Regions from separate parts of the Mus musculus genome. Here regions 2 and 3 are each linked to region 1. Evidence: chromatin contacts called from public Hi-C and HiChIP or PLAC-seq data. All regions are on one chromosome and are shown on one strand. Each heading gives the region's core, a stretch centred on a gene start, on an enhancer-like site or on the middle of the called end of the contact. The rest is flanking DNA. Distances are from core to core; before and after follow the strand shown.

The links. Hi-C and Micro-C count contacts between places; a contact is called where the count stands out from the background. HiChIP or PLAC-seq counts read pairs in DNA pulled down with a chosen protein or histone mark.
Region 2: a Hi-C map of CD8 T cells shows a contact between it and region 1, with 2.0 times the contacts expected there. The contact joins the promoter of Dnal4 here to the enhancer-like site in region 1. A contact is called at or near these places in 3 of 39 promoter capture datasets (embryonic stem cells, macrophages and neutrophils), 3 of 484 Hi-C or Micro-C datasets (CD8 T cells, liver and nephron progenitors), 5 of 115 datasets of contacts at active chromatin or transcription factors (the 230-238 cell line, embryonic stem cells and trophoblast stem cells) and 4 of 9 other capture datasets (adipose tissue, embryonic stem cells, liver and 1 more).
Region 3: an H3K4me3 HiChIP or PLAC-seq map of the SCID.adh cell line shows a contact between it and region 1, with 13 read pairs. The contact joins the promoter of Tomm22 here to the enhancer-like site in region 1. A contact is called at or near these places in 12 of 39 promoter capture datasets (the 3T3-L1 cell line, the C10 cell line, the HPC-7 cell line and 6 more), 1 of 15 datasets of contacts at CTCF or cohesin (CD8 T cells), 10 of 484 Hi-C or Micro-C datasets (the 4T1 cell line, bone marrow-derived dendritic cells, brown adipocytes and 6 more), 10 of 115 datasets of contacts at active chromatin or transcription factors (the 230-238 cell line, CD8 T cells, the HPC-7 cell line and 5 more) and 4 of 9 other capture datasets (adipose tissue, embryonic stem cells, liver and 1 more).

What each region holds. Positions count from the first base shown.
Region 1 is chr15:79,727,513-79,730,769 of GRCm38.p6, reverse strand. Sun2 (Sad1 and UNC84 domain containing 2) reads left to right here. Exons shown (of 18, transcript NM_001205345.1): 9 at 426-680; 10 at 1,212-1,289; 11 at 1,694-1,737; 12 at 2,189-2,354; 13 at 2,686-2,907; 14 at 3,170-3,254. Among named protein-coding and RNA genes, the nearest start is that of Sun2, 13 kb to the left of the region's middle. Within about 2 kb of position 1,514, at least 39 of the 459 cell types and tissues checked have an H3K27ac peak or open chromatin away from gene starts, as enhancers often do. A contact at or near this core is called in CD8 T cells, the SCID.adh cell line, cerebral cortex and 1 more, where this site is marked.
Region 2 is chr15:79,772,678-79,775,894 of GRCm38.p6, reverse strand. Dnal4 (dynein, axonemal, light chain 4) reads left to right here and starts at 1,428. Exons shown (of 4, transcript NM_017470.2): 1 at 1,428-1,536. Gm30977 (a long non-coding RNA gene) reads right to left here and starts at 1,367. Exons shown (of 4, transcript XR_875488.3): 1 at 1,109-1,367.
Region 3 is chr15:79,669,401-79,672,586 of GRCm38.p6, reverse strand. It overlaps Tomm22 (translocase of outer mitochondrial membrane 22), which reads right to left and starts at 1,719. Exons shown (of 4, transcript NM_172609.3): 1 at 1,579-1,719; 2 at 1,296-1,414; 3 at 573-690; 4 at 1-370. The coding sequence starts at 1,695. The coding sequence ends at 296.

The DNA.
Region 1 (3,257 bases), core at 265-2,764:
CTGTGGTGTGCTGCCCTGGGCCCATGCTCTGTCTTTCCTCCGGCCCACCAGGCTGAGCAGCGCATACTCGGGAAGCCTGTGGTGTGCTGCCCTGGGCCCATGCTCTGTCTTTCCTCTGGCCCACCAGGCTGAGCAGCACATACTCGGGAAGCCTGTGGTGTGCTGCCCTGGGCCCATGCTCTGTCTTTCCTCTGGCCCACCAGGCTGAGCAGCGCATACTCGGGAAGCCTGTGGTGTGCTGCCCTGGGCCCATGCTCTGTCTTTCCGGCCCACCAGGCTGAGCAGCGCATACTCGGGAAGCCTGTGGTGTGCTGCCCTGGGCCCATGCTCTGTCTTTCCTCTGGCCCACCAGGCTGAGCAGCGCATACTCGGGAAGCCTGTGGTGTGCTGCCCTGGGCCCATGCTCTGTCTTTCCGGCCCACCAGGCTGAGCAGCGCGTTCTCTCCCGGGTTCACTCTCTGGAGCGGCGTCTGGAAGCCCTTGCTGCAGACTTTTCCTCCAACTGGCAGAAGGAGGCCATACGGCTGGAACGCCTGGAGCTGCGGCAGGGGGCTGCTGGCCATGGAGGAGGCAGTAGCCTGAGCCATGAAGATGCCCTGTCTCTCCTAGAAGGGTTGGTGAGCCGCCGCGAGGCTACCCTGAAGGAGGACTTGCGCAGGGACACAGTGGCTCATATCCAGGTGGGAGAACATTGTTGCCTGGAGGTGGGGTGGCACATTTCATAAAGGCAATGCCATAGAAAACCCTGACAGTCATGTGGGATGTAGGAGGCCCCATGGGGCCCGGGGGAGATGGTAGTGTGTCACTTAGGGCCATTTGCCAGGTGCCCTGTCAAGATGAAGATGATCCGTCTTCCATGGTGAGAGACGTGTCAGGCACAGGTGGTATTCCTTGTATTTCAGAGCCTTGTAGATAAGACCAGGAGCTGAAACTCCCGGAAAAAACCCTAGAAGGAACCCAGTTAGACCATGTCTAGTCACAAGTATTCCGAGGGCAGCTGTCAAACCCTCTTGGTGTGGTGGTGCACACCTTTAATCCCAACACTTCACTTAGGTAGAAGCAGGGAGATCTCTGAGTTCAAGGCCAGCCTTGTCTACAGAGGGAGTTCTGGGATAGTCATAACTATATAGAGAGATGCTGCCTCAAAAGAAAACAAGAAGAAGAAGAAGAAAAAAAAAACACCCAAAACAACCAGTCCTCATATCTGGTAGGAAGAATTGGCTACCCTGAGGGCAGAGCATCACCAAGACTCGGAAGATCTCTTCAAGAAGATCGTCCAGGCCTCTCAGGTCAGTGGGCTAGGCATGCAGCCCTGCACTGGGATCTCACCCAATTACATCTGTCCTTGGTTCTACCATGGATACTGCTGGGATGTTGAGTAGAGGGGGGTGGGATAGTCTCATGCCTTCTCTGGGGCCTGAACTTGCCTTGGACAGACGGTCCACAGTGACCCCGGGATGTGCATGGTGCAAGGGTGGTGTCTGTGCTGAGTGTGTTGTGCTCAGTGAACATAACCTAGGTGGGAATGAGTCTGATAAGGGCTGAGACTCACAGGACTTCCCCTGCTTTGATCTTTGCTGAAAGCGCTGGGGCACCCGTTCAAGGTCGTGGTTAAGCAAACACTCCCATGTAGAACTCTCAGACTTCTCTGAACTCATCTTGGCTTATTCTTGCCCTTTCTTGCTGCTCTTAGGAGTCCGAAGCCCGAGTCCAGCAGCTGAAGACAGAATGGAAAAGGTAATGGCAGCCACCTGGCCATGGCCTGCTCTGCCACCCCGTTAGGGTTCTGCCTGGTTGACTGAGACTTAGCTTAGGATCCTGCCTATGGCCTCTACGGTACAAGGCAGGTTGGTAAGGCCTTGGGGAGGCAGGGACAGGCACGGCAGTGAAACTGGAGCCTGTGGGCTGGTCTTTTCTGTATGCCTTCTGCTCTTATGACCTAGATGTGAAGGCATGGCAGGCTGTGGCATTGTGAACTGTGCTGTCCAAGCCTACAGAGAATCAGGTCAGAATTAGCTGTGAGACAGGCAAACCCAAGCTCCTGGGCTGTGTTCTACTGCCAGACTCCAAGGGCAGCCCTGGCACTTCACACACAGTGATGGGCTTCCAGCTTATGACAGGAGTCAGTCAGGGGTCCCTCATCCTTCCTCAGTGTGGCCTTACCTTGCTTCCCTCCATCTGGAACTAGCATGACCCAGGAGGCCTTCCAGGAGAGCTCTGTGAAGGAGCTGGGACGGCTGGAAGCCCAGCTGGCCAGCCTGCGGCAGGAGCTGGCTGCCCTGACTCTGAAGCAGAACTCGGTGGCAGATGAAGTGGGCCTGCTGCCACAGAAGATCCAGGCTGCCAGGGCTGATGTGAGCGGGAAGTACCCAGAGCCCTACTAATCACCTCCCCTCTGAGACCACCTGCCTGGGAGGGGGCATCTGTCAGCTGGAGCAGCGTCTTTGGCCTGTTGTTCTAGAGGCGCATGCATGGCTGATCTGATGCAGGCCTAGGCTCTTGGGGAAAATGCTTTCCAATCCCAGTCTCTGTTCCCTGGAGAGTTCCTAGCCTCTAACACCTCTCTCAGGGGCTCCAGCCTTCCCTTCCAGCTCTGCTTCCTCCTCCAGTGACAGCCCACCCACCCTGTCATAGCTGCCCCTGCCATTAGTGCAAGCTTCTGAGTGACACTGCCTTTGTCTGTAGGTGGAATCCCAGTTCCCTGACTGGATCAGGCAGTTCCTTCTTGGAGACAGGGGTGCGCGCAGCGGGCTCCTGCAGAGAGATGAGATGCACGCTCAGCTGCAGGAGCTGGAGAACAAGATCCTTACCAAGATGGCTGAGATGCAGGGCAAGTCAGCCAGGGAGGCCGCAGCGTCCCTGGGACAGATACTGCAGAAAGAAGGCATAGTTGGGGTGACAGAGGAGGTAAGGGATGACTGTTCCCCCAACACGCTGCCTCTCCCCTGGAAGTCTCACACTGCCAGCTCTTCATGTGTGTTAGGACATGATAGACCCTCCTGGCTGGAGGTTCAGGTGTAGATTCTGGGCTCAGTGTGTGTGGGTGGTGGAATGAACAAAGCCTGCTTGGGTACTACTGGTGCCAGTTCAGCAGGGCCAGTTCATGGATATGCACGCAGTACCTGGTATGCCCCAATCACATCCCATGTCTGCCTGGGGCATGTTTTAGCAGGTGCACCGGATCGTCAAGCAGGCCCTGCAGCGCTACAGTGAGGACAGGATTGGAATGGTGGATTACGCCCTGGAATCAGGAGGTG
Region 2 (3,217 bases), core at 179-2,678, 45 kb before region 1:
ACATCGTGGGAGTGGAAGCCAGATTGTGGTGGGCGGGAGAATGAATGGGAGGCGAGAAAGAGAGGATGGCAAACAAGGACCCCTTTGGGGGAGTCGTTTGTGTAAGTGACAGAAGTGAGAGCGTCATCCCCCTCAAAGGCTGCCCTTCATCTCCTGGAGAAAGTTGGAAAAGAGGATTAAGGAAATTTGAAGGCTGAGTAAGATTCGCCACAGACAGTCAGAACTTTCCAGGGAGGCTAGCTAGGAACTGTCGTGTGCTGAGCTGAATTCCTGCTGCCAAGTCTCAAACCAAGCCCAATGTGTGTGTTCTGGGTCTGTACACTCAAGCTAGGTTAATCCACTGTCCCAGATCAGACCTTGTTACCACTCTCCCCAAAGCTCTCCAGCAACCAATGACTCTATCTCACCTCACACCAGGGGCCACTTGTGTTTCAAACCTCTCTTTCTTCTGCCCTGCTTCTTTCTTTGTCTTCCCCTCTACTTGACCTACTATGTTGACCCTGCACTCCTACTACGTTGACCCTGCACCCAGGCCTCTTGGAGCTACCGCTGTCCCGCTCCCATTAGCATTCTGGTCATCTTGGGCTCTTCCCGCCTCGTTGTCCCACTTAAAAAGAGCCAGTACCCTGCCAGTCTCTGCTATAGAAGCACGCGGAAACGATTCCATTTCTTCTCATGGCTCTATACCTTCTGAACTGTGCCTTCCGCAGAATCACCAGCTAGTGGGGCTTCATTAATGATTGCATGATACGCATAGAATAAATGTTTAGATTATGGGGCATTCCACTGATCCATTCTTCTTCTTCACCTTCCCCTCAGCAAGAGGCTCTAACACTCTTTGGTCATTTCTTTCCAAGAATCAGAAGCAGGTTCCAGACAACTGCATCTGATGGTACAGGTGTCTCCCAGCCCCTGGGACAAAGCAACCCTGGAGGGTTTGCACAAGGGAAAGATCTGGATTCCTTCTCTGAGGTTATGCCTTGATTCTTTCCTTCAGTCTCTCTAGTTCTACACATTGGCCCAGACGGGATCACGGATGCTGTTAACAGTAAGCACTGTGTTGCGAATCAATGAGACAGTCACTCACTGTAAAGGACTAAAACACTACCTAAGTTCTGGTGGTTATCAGGCTCCTGCGGTCGTCGTAAAATAGCAGATCAGCGTCACGACACCAACAAACTGCATTTGTCATTTTCGATGTCGAAAACTCCCAGGGCAATACAGCTTTAAGAAGTTTGTTCCTCTACAAAGACTACTTCTGCCTGTCCGCAGCTGCTCCGGCAGGCTTAAGACGACTATGAGCGAAGCCCCACCTCCTCGGTCTTTAAGCCACGCCCCTCGCGTAAGCTCCGGCCTCCTAGGCCCCTTCGGAATTAATTGGCACTTCTCTACACCAATAATAAGTGATATTGCTGTCAACGTCCGGTGACGGGACGGGACTTCCGTGATGGTTGCTAAGACACTCTGGCTCGCTCCTTGACAACCCTGGCGGGGGTGCGCTGGCTGTGGCCTCGGCTCCGGCCCCCGCGGGAGCAGGTGAGGGCGCGGAGTGCGGAGGGCAGCGCGGCGGGGAGGGCTGGCCCTGAGGGAGGGCGGGAGGATGCGCGGGGCGGACAAGGCCTGGCCCAACGCTAGGCCCCACCTAGGTCCCCAGCCCGCGGTTCCCGGCCCAGGACCTCCCCTTGTCCCACGTAGGAGACCACGGAGCTTGGCAGTGACATTGCGCACCAGCACCACTTTGCAGGCCGCTCCTCCTCACTCATCTTGGGTCCTGTTTAGCTCCATGCCCTCGCATCCTCCCTGTTTTGACTCCCACTGCACTTTGTCCCCGCACCACCTCGCTGCTGACTGGTGGTCTAAATCGCCTCGTCCCAGATCACTTGGTTTGGAGATTTGGCGATACTCTGGGATTCTAGGCTGACTATTGCCCGACGGGGGGCACTCAGTCTTCCCATCTATAAAGTCGAAATTGGGTTGAATGGTCGCAAAGGCCTTTTGGACTCTGACGTCCTAGCATGATGTTGTGGGACTTAACTGTCAACGCCCCTTAGGATGTGTGTTCTCCTAACCTTTTATGTAATGCAAAGAATTTGGCAAACTTAAGTTGGATTCCCATTGGTAAGAACTACCTAAGATCTCTCTGGGCACCAGTCAGTGCATCTATAAAGCCAATAGTCTGAAGTTCATCTCCTTTGGCAAATGAAGTACAAAGGGTCCAGTCCAGTGTAGACGGTACTTGCTCACTTGTCTTTTTTCTGTGTGTATGTGCGTTCCTGTGTGTGCAGTTACATGTGGAGGCTGGAAGTCAACATTCGGTGTCTTTCACAATCACTCTCCACCTTATTGTCTGAGACAGGGTCTCCCTCTTTGATGCCAGGAGCTCACCACTGGGCTTCATGGCTAATGAGCTTCCAAGGATCCATCCTCTCAGCTGCCTCTCCAATGCTGGGCTCACAGGCATGGCCGCCTCACCCAGCCCTTTACACGGGTGCTGGGATAGAAAACTCTGGTCTTCATACTTTTGTAGCAAGCACTTTATAAACTGACCTCCACCCCCTAATTTCTTCTTTTTGTCTGTTATGACCTCACACTTTCCCTCCTGGGAAGAGCCCAGTGCTTTCCTGCGCAGTATCCCACTCAGTAGCCACTGTCTGCAGATGAACCTCAGGCCTGCTGTCTGGCTCTGCTCTTCCCCTGTGGCTAGGAATTCTTGGGGTACAGGAGTGAGGAAACTGAAAGAGGTTGGTACAGTGATACGAGGATTCATAGCTTCCCTTTTCCAACCATCCATGACTCTGCCATCTTTTCCTCCTGACTAAATGTCTCCATTTGCATTTTGCCAGCTGCTAGCATCAAGCTGGCCTGCCTATCTGTTCTACCTGGTTTCTTCCATGCTCTGGTAGGCTCATCCCTCTGAGAAAGTTATCAAGTTACCTTGATTCTCTCTCCGTGGGGTATCACACCCTCCCCATTCCTGAGACCATTCTGGCCTCTTAGGCCTGTTTTCTGGGCTGATCGCTGTAGCTTCCTGGCTGCCATCCCTGTCAATCCAACTCCCCAACCTCTGTGCTGCCAGCCACCCTGAAAGCTCCAAGAAGCCAGGCAAGGTCGTGATGCTTGCAACCCAAGGGCTTGGCTGTGTCAGCAGTATCACAAGTTCAAGGTCATCAGGAGCTCAGTGGTTCAGTGAGTTCAAAGCCACCCTGTGTTATGTGAG
Region 3 (3,186 bases), core at 470-2,969, 58 kb after region 1:
ACAATGGGCATGTAAGAACTTCCTTAGGAGCAGTTTATTAGAGAGTAGGCTAACCTTCCACATGGCTGTACTCCAGCATTGGAGTGAGAACAGGAAGAAGTAAGTGAGGGACTTCATTATGTAGGGCACAGGTGTACCTGGGGTCTCTCCATGAGAAACAGAGAAAGTTCCCACTATGTTCAAATAGATCCATGTGCCAAGGTTAAAAAAAAGAATAAAAAGTTCCAACAATCAGCAGTTCAAACACAAATGAATTTCAAAGTTCTCCCACAAGGACAAATACCGAAGGAAGAATCTACATCTTTCCAGGAAGTGGAGGTAGAGCCCCTGGCATTCCTCCTGACAGCCCTGTGTTAGGCCCTAAAAGTATCTGGAAAAGAAAAAAAAAAAAAAAAAGACTGTTAAGATACTGCATAGTTCCAGTCGTCGGTCCCTTCTGTCACACATGAGGGGCAGGCAAATTCTACACTGCCAAGTACCTGAAAGTACAGGGACCTGCTCCCACTTGGGGTTAAGTGCCAATCTCCTGGGGCTCTGCGGTTGGCCCACCGCCAAGAAGAACATGTGCTCACCTGCCGTTGCTGCAGTTGCTGCTGTTGCTCCATCTGCAACTTTTCTGTCTCAAAGACAACGGGAAGAACCAGGATCATGAAGGAAGTGGTCCCAATCCACAAAGCTGCCCTGGAAAATCTGCAGAGGGAAAGAGTGGATGAGGCGTCATGAAAAGGAAAGCCGGCACTCCGGCTAGGACCGAACCTGGAACAGGACGTGCAGTACCGCCCTCGATCTTCTAAAAGCGTACCCTACCAATTCCTTGCCCCCAGAGTCCTGGCAGAGGCAAGAGGAGCAGTAATTACCTAGCGATACAGTGCATTCTTATAAGCCTCGTATATACGTAACCTTAGTCTCATAACGACCCCGCCAGGTTAAGAACTCCCTTCTGGGGCTGGTGAGATGGCTCAGTGGGTTAGAGCACCCGACTGCTCTTCCGAAGGTGCAGAGTTCAAATCCCAGCAACCACATGGTGGCTCACAACCATCCGTAACAAGATCTGACCCCCTCTTCTGGAGTGTCTGAAGACAGCTACAATGTACTTACATATAATAAATAAATAAATAAATCTTTAAAAAAAAAAAAAGAACTCCCTTCTGCAGAAGACCAACCACACTCGGGGTATGACAATGAATCCAAGGTCACTCAAACTCTGCTCTGCGACTCCCGAGGCCCGCTGTCCTTTGACAGCACCCGTCACCCGTCCATGCCCGCTCCCGGTGGCTCTCCGTCGGCCCTTTTACCTGTACATCTTCTGAGCCACGAAGAGCGAGAGGTCAAAGGTGGCTCCGGCGGCTGACCGGACCCTCTCGGGAAACATCTCCGTCAGACCCCAGAGTCTCTCCGACAGGGTCTCGTCTAGCTGTGGTGGAGGAGGCGTGGGTCGTCGGTGAAGCGGCAGCAGCACCGCAACCGCCGAGCCCCGGGCCTGGCCCTTCCGTGCCGCGCGGAGAAGCCGCCCTCTCGGCTCGCGGCGTCCACGCCCCAACCGCCCGCCCTCGCCCCGCTCCCCGCCAGCCCTAGCACCTCGTCGTCGTCGTCTTCTTCCAGCTCCTCCTCGGCTTTCTCTGCCTCGGCTTTCGGGAGTAATTCCTCGGGGGACAGAGGCTCCCCAGCGCCGGCTGCAGCGACGGCGGCGGCCATGGCTGTAGGACACCGGAAGCGGAAGAGAGCAGGCGAAGCGGCCCACCCCTGGACAGAGCGTCTTCCGGAAGCGAGCCGGGCTGGCTAGAGAGAAAGCGTTGGCGTCTCCTCCAGCTCGCCCCCTTGGTGTCGCCAGCCTCTTAATTTCAACTGACTGTAAGAGTATGTTCAGGGAGAGATGCGGGTGCTTCTCAGCTATTCTGTGCCGTTGGGTCTGGGCTTGGCTCCGAAACTGCATATTTTAGAGAGATCTGGTTTTTGTTTATTTAATTTTTTTTTTTTTTTTTTTTTGGTTTTTCGAGACAGGGTTTCTCTGTGTAGCCCTGGCTGTCCTGGAACTCACTCTGTAGACCAGGCTGGCCTTGAACTCAGAAATCCGACTGCCTCTGCCTCCCGAGTGCTGGGATTAAAGGCCTGCGCCACCACGCCCGGCTTAATTTTTGAGACCAGGTTTCTCTGTATAGCCCTGGGCTGTCCTGGAACTCTCTGTAGACTCAGAGATCCACTTGCTACTGCCTCCCGAGTACGGGGATTAAAGGCGTGCACCACCACAAGTGAGCAATATGTGTACTTATGGAGGTCAGAGGACACTTGCAGTTGATCCTCTCTGTAACAGGGCCCCAGACCTTAGCACAACTGACTCCGTGTTTTTTGTTGTGTGTGTGTATGTGCGAGTGTGTGCTTAAAAGCTCACTCTGAGAAAGGCTTGCTAGGCTATACTGAGATCCTAAACACTGGCTAATAAAGATTTTCTATGGCTTAAAGCCCATGTCTACTCGGTCTTCTCTGGTGAATATTCACAACACTTTTCTTCCACCACGTGGGGCCTGGGGATCAAATTCACACTCAGCAGCAAGCATTTTTTTGGGTTTTTTTTTCAAGACAGGGTTTCTCTGTGTAGCCCTGGCTGTCCTTTGTAGACCAGACTGGCCTCAAACTCAGAAATCTGCCTGCCGCTGCCTCCCGAGTGCTAGGATTAAAGGCGTGGGCCACCACACCCTGCAGCAGCAAGCATCTTTAAACCACTTATTCATTTCATTCCCCCCCACCCCTGGGCCCACACACACATTAAAAGCACGGTTTCATGTAGCCCAGGCTAGCCTTGAACTCATTTTGTGGATGACCTTGAGTTTCTGATCCTCCTGCCTCCACCTCGAACTAAGGCCACAGGTGTGTCACCACACAGGAATCAAAACCAGGCCTTTATTCTACCAACTGAGCCACAAACATGATCTATTATTATTACTTTTTTTTTTTTTAAGTTCCAGGCTTGGCTGTCCTGGAACTCTCTATGAAAACATTCAACGCACAGAAATTCACCTGCCTCTCCCTCCAAAGTGCTGGGATTAAACTCATGCAACATCGTGCTCGGCTTATACGTAAGTTTAAGAGAGTCTGCTTAACAGTAAAAGGGTTTTCAACTATTGCAAAATTGCCAAGAGAGCAAACAGTGGAGCGGTACAATGTCACCCTCAGACCACTGGGGGGTGG